2 separate regions of the Sus scrofa genome follow, and region 2 is linked to region 1. The links are chromatin contacts, called in public HiChIP or PLAC-seq maps. All regions are on one chromosome and are shown on one strand. The core of a region is the stretch at or near the end of the contact, and the rest is flanking DNA. Distances in the headings are between cores, read along the strand shown.

Region 1 (2,734 bases), core at 92-2,591:
CAAACATAAAAATAATTGAGGAGTTCCCGTTGAGGTGCAGTGGTTAACAAATCCAACTAGGAACCATGAGGTTGCGGGTTCGATCCCTGGCCTTGCTCAGTGGGTTAAGGATCTGGCGTTGCTGTGAGCTGTGGTGTAGGTTGCAGACATGGCTCGGATTCTGCATTGCTGTGGCCCTGGTGTAGGCTGATGGCTACAGCTCCGATTAGACCCCTAGCCTGGGAACCTCCATATGTCGCAGGAAGAAGCCCTAGAAAAGGCAAAAAGACAAAAAAAAAAAAAAATAATAATAATAGTAATAATTAAAAAAAATAATTGAGACTTCAAGAAACAACTAAATTAGCTAAATTAAAATTAAAATATAAGAAATCATACCATGGACGTTCTCTGCAATTGTGCAGTGGCCATCTTCTGATATTTTCTTTAATTCAACCTTGTGACACAAATACAAGCTTTAACTTCAGATCTTATTTTTATCTCTAATCTGGTTTATTATATGTAAAGTCAGAATTTTATGTGAATAAATGACAAGGTTTGTTTGTTTTACTTAAAATGGAATTTTCAAAAACAGATTCACTTTGCTCCAAAGCTCTTTTGAGTCAAGTGCTAATATTAAGCCTAGCAAGACCAGCAAGCCTCACATAGAATGGTTATTAAGAGAACTCTTTAAATGACCTTTTTAAAAAAGCATAATTTATTTTTCTTCACAGTATTTAAACATTAACAACATTGCACAAGTGGGTAATGAAAAACTGGCTCTGTCAAATTCTTTAAAATAATCTTTTAATTTTTGTTTTAAATTTGTAGTTTCAAAATGACCAAATCAGGTTAACTTTCCTTCACTGAACTTGAACATGGCTCTGGATGTGACATAATGTCCTATTCTGTGGAACACCATAAAAGAGCAACAGAAAATATTCTGGACTTTTGGGGTTGATTCTGATTTCTTGGTTCTTTAATATTCTGATGTACATCTCAATTTTTTTTGGTTCCAATTTCATTTTTCTTAACCAGACGATTCATCTAGAAGAATTCACAGAAGCATCTATTTATCGTAAACATTTACATTTATCCTGAAAAAGCCTGGACTACATGCTAGAGTTACTCTACACTCAAGAACCTCCTGTGAAAAATAAGTAGCTATGCATTTTCCGCCCGAAGAGTTCACCATTCAGAACTTAAAAAAACTTAAAAGTAGGTGAAGGCAACAGAAAAAGACATTAAAAAGCAAAAAAGAAAATAAAAGAAAGAAAGAAAAGAAAAAAAGAGAAAATAAACCAAAAGGGAAACAAACATGTAATACCTAACGCCTGAGGGTCCCCCGGCAGCGACCAGGAGAACTGCTTTGCCTAATGCGCATGCTCCTTCCTTCAACGGTCGCCTGTGGAGGAGCGACAGTAGCCCTTTGACCCCTGGGGCCAGGTCACGTTTCCCCGCCAAGAGCTGCGCAAGGGCCTCTGGGAAACCCGAGAACCTGAAAGCGGCTTCTGACGGTTTCTGGCGTAGAAAAGCCACATGCCCTCCCAGTATATATGTAGCCTTCCTATAGGGACCAAAGCATTCTTAATCACCATTTAATTAATTTCTGATTGTTTTCTAATTTTTGATTCTGTTATTGGATCTACCACATGTTGCATTCCCAAGCTTACAGCCTCCTATATCTTCAAAAAACCGGCTGCTCTAGCAGTCTCCTACTTAGATGTTTCTGCTGTGCTATGTTCGTGGGGACAGTGATAGCTTGAATGTAATTAATTCTCATTTAGAGGCAAAATAATAACGTCAGAGCTCGTAGGTTAGAGATTGGCTAGTAATACAAACTTGGTATTTTCCACATTGTTTATATCCAAATAAATTGTTAATAGTATAGACATTAATTACTCGTTAATTTTGATAATTACCAGTTAGAAAACAGCCACCCAAGATATGAAAAGATTTTCCCAGAGTCAATTAGGAGAAGAATGAAGACTAGAACTGTTGTCAGGGTCAAAGATATTGCTTTATATTGCACTCACACTTAAAGTTTTGTACAAAAATTAAACAGAAACCTCAATTAAAATTAAACAGAGAGGTGTTCCCGTCGTGGCGCGGTGGTTAATGAATCCGACTAGGAACCATGAGGTTGAGGGTTCGAGCCCTGACCTTGGTCAGTGGGTTAACGATCCGGCGTTGCGGTGAGCTGTGGTGTAGGTCGCAGACACGGCTCGGATCCCGCGTGGCTGTGGGTTTGGTGTAGGCCTGCGGTTATAGCTCTGATATGACCCCTAGCCTGGGAACCTACATATGCCGCAGAAGCGGCCCAAGAAATGGCAAAAAGACCAAAAAAAAAAAAAAAAAAAAAAAAAATTAAACAGAGAGATAGAATCCAGGGGAATTCTCATGCTCTGGGGGATAGCAGAGCCAAACAGGAAAGACTCTTCTTTCTTGGCAAGGACTCAGCCAATGAAAAACCACAGTCTCTTTGTTTATTCTAGCCCTCCCAACTTCCTTTTCCTCTTTATAAAAGCATTTTCCTTCCTGTGCCCTGCAAGGACTTGCACATGGCTGGCCACAGTTGCAGACCTCAAATTGAAATTTTCTGCTAATCCCAAATAAATCCATTTTTGCTGGAAAAATAAAGAATTGTTTCAGGTCAACAGTTTACAATGAGCTTACCTACTCACTATCTCATTCTTCTAAGTTACTCCTACTCTGCTTCTTTCCAGAGCCTTGTGAGGAAAACAACTATTACCCTATT
Region 2 (2,700 bases), core at 11-2,510, 110 kb before region 1:
GAAAACGTGGACCATCACTCGAGACAAAGATTTGACATCGTCTTCGTTTTTGATGTCCAGTTTCCGAAGCATGCCTGAGAGGAAAAAAAGCATGCAGGTTCTCACCGCCTCCTTTGTCTAAACCAGGGCACGATTCGCCTGCCCACCCACGACGGGGGAAATCGCTATTTGAGCTCTATAGAATTTAGGCCGTTCCCACTTGAAAATTGACATCCCACCCTTTCCGGGCTTTGAACAGAGCTGCCATTTCCAAAAGAATCAAGTGGGCGGAAACAATGACTCACGGCCAGAATATTCTGGTTTCAGAAATGGGATAAGAGTCGTTTCAACATGGACTCGTTTCGGTTTCCACCCACCGAAGGTGCGTGAGTCCAGAGAGCTAAAGAGAAAGAAAAAGCAGGGCAGCCTTCACGACTAACCCCCTTACCTTGGAAGGCCGTCTCGTGGTTGCGCTGCACCCCGTCCCCGACCCGTCGCAGGGTCTCTAACGCCTTCCGGCTGGCGGCCCCAGACCCGCCCATTGGCTTCGCGTCCTTGGCGCCGGTTGCCTGCTCCCGAAGGTACCGAGAGATAATCTCCAGGGACTGCCGGTATAACTCGTCCTCCTCCTCCTCTGCCGGGGGCGGCGTCGAGGGGAGCGAGCCGTCCGTGCCGGGGCCACTACTGGCCTCCTCGACTAACCCCAGCAAGGGCAGGACGGCCGGCCGCTTCCCGAGGGGCTCCGGCTCGTACCCGTCCAGCTCCTCTTCGGGAGACATGATGGCGTCGGAGGCCGGGGATTCCATCTCTTCAGGCGGCGACGCGAGGCGGGTGGGCGCGAAGAACAGCAGTCTGGCGGGGGTCGCGGTGACGTCGGGGCCCTCGGCGCCAATGGGCGAGGGCCGCGCGACCCTCCGGGCGTCTGGCGCAGGAGTGGACGGGGGGCTCGCGCCGGCGCTTCCGCCAATCACCATGCCGGCTTCCCCTCCCCCTACCTCTTGCCGGGCCGTGGCCTCTTTTCCCGTAGCCAAGAGACGGCCTCCCGGAGCGGAGGCGCTGCTGCCGCTTCCAGGCCCCAATCCGGCCCCCCCACAGTAGAGGTTGAGTCCGATTACTGCGTTTCTCTGGAGGCCAAACATCGCAAGCCGCCGCCGCCACCACCTTGGCAGAAAAATGGGGGAGGCCCGACTCCTTACGGGAAGGAAGCGGAAGTAAGGTCTGAGAGAGGCACTCCTAGATCGCAGTTTTAGAACCAGTCCGCAGTGGCGTCAGCAACTCTCTAAAAAAAAAAAAAAAAAAATTGAACCCCCGTAAAAGGGCAAGGGGCGGAAGCTTCCGGAGAATGCAGCACCGCACGGCACCTAACCGGCGGTTCGGGGGGCGGGGCTTCCGGCTCTCCGAACCTCTCGCGGCCCGTTACGTAACCTTGGCTCCAGCCCTCTGCAAGGTGGGCTTGCGCTCTTCACCCGTGCCGGTCTGGGCCGGCTGGGGATTGCTACCTCGTCGCTTCCCTGAGTGCTGATTTGCAAGCCCCTTCTGTTGCTTTTGTACCGGAGGGTTGTTTTTTTTTTCCCCCACACCACAGTCCTAACCCTCGAGTCACTCGGAGATTGAGGAAGAGGGATGAGTAAATTCTGCCACGGATGCGGGACCACAGCCTTAGGATGGATGAATATGAGGACACTGTTGGGAAAATGTAGTTATTTTGCGCAACCTCAGCTCTGTACTCTCATTCCAACATTGTGTGGAAACGGGGACGCTCCATGGACTGACCTATAGAATCATTTTTACGTAAATTCGCAAAGCGAAATTGTTCTGCTCCAGCTAAATTTTATGCCTGTCTCCCTATTTGCTTTCTCCCATCGCCATCTCTCTCATGCTTTTTATATATGTCTTACTCGTTCACTACATCTTCTGAGACTCTTGATACCACTTACGTTGATAAGAGACATTTGAATCTAGGGGTAAACCCCTTAAGGACATGGATCTTGTTATATACCATATATGTGAGTTAACATTAATTGAAGCAACCTGTTTTTCCTAAAAGATCTGTAAAATTAGTAATAGCTAAAATTCAAGAGCAAAGTATTTGAGGGACAGAAGCAGGAAAGGTGAGCATGGTTCCTATTCCTGAAAACATCACTTTAATAAGGAAATAGGGCACCTGTACCACAGGATTATGTATTTGGGCAAGACCTAGAAGCATGGAGCTTTATAATAAGGGGCAGAAAGTTTGGAGAGAAACATCCTGCGGTTGTAGTGAATAAGAAATGGTTTATCTATTTAAGGAATGTAAAATCTTGCACAGCAACAAACCATAATGTGAGATGGAATATAGGAGGCATCAACAACTTAATATTGGAATTAAGAGGCTGGAAAATTCACTTTCGGCTAGGAGAGCTAGGGGAAGACTTTATGGAAGAGGTAGCTTTTTCTGCTCTGCTTTCTAGAACGCGATTTTATTTAGGGGAAAGAGATTGAGCAAATTTGCGTGCAAAAGCGGTTTCTTCTTCAGAGGCTGTAGAAGGAAGTGCATTGCTGGTTTCACTTTAAGCTTATAGCCAGAAATCTCAAGTGTTCAGTAATCCTATTGCAGTTCCTTAATCGATTCACTCTCCTGTGATCCAAGATGACTATTGAACACCTTCTTTTATATCCTTAAACGTCCCATATTCCCTTCTCCCAGCCTCACTTTAAGCTTTTAACTTACTGAGAAAATGG

Evidence for each region. HiChIP or PLAC-seq counts read pairs in DNA pulled down with a chosen protein or histone mark.
Region 2: an H3K27ac HiChIP or PLAC-seq map of alveolar macrophages shows a contact between it and region 1. The contact joins the promoter of MCL1 here to the promoter of HORMAD1 in region 1. A contact is called at or near these places in 2 of 47 Hi-C or Micro-C datasets (embryonic fibroblasts and epiblast stem cells) and 1 of 2 datasets of contacts at active chromatin or transcription factors (alveolar macrophages).

What each region holds. Positions count from the first base shown.
Region 1 is chr4:98,448,498-98,451,231 of Sscrofa11.1, reverse strand. It overlaps HORMAD1 (HORMA domain containing 1), which reads right to left and starts at 1,341. Exons shown (of 15, transcript NM_001194981.1): 1 at 1,304-1,341; 2 at 376-433. The coding sequence starts at 408.
Region 2 is chr4:98,560,652-98,563,351 of Sscrofa11.1, reverse strand. It overlaps MCL1 (MCL1, BCL2 family apoptosis regulator), which reads right to left and starts at 1,260. Exons shown (of 3, transcript NM_001348806.1): 1 at 428-1,260; 2 at 1-74. The coding sequence starts at 1,118.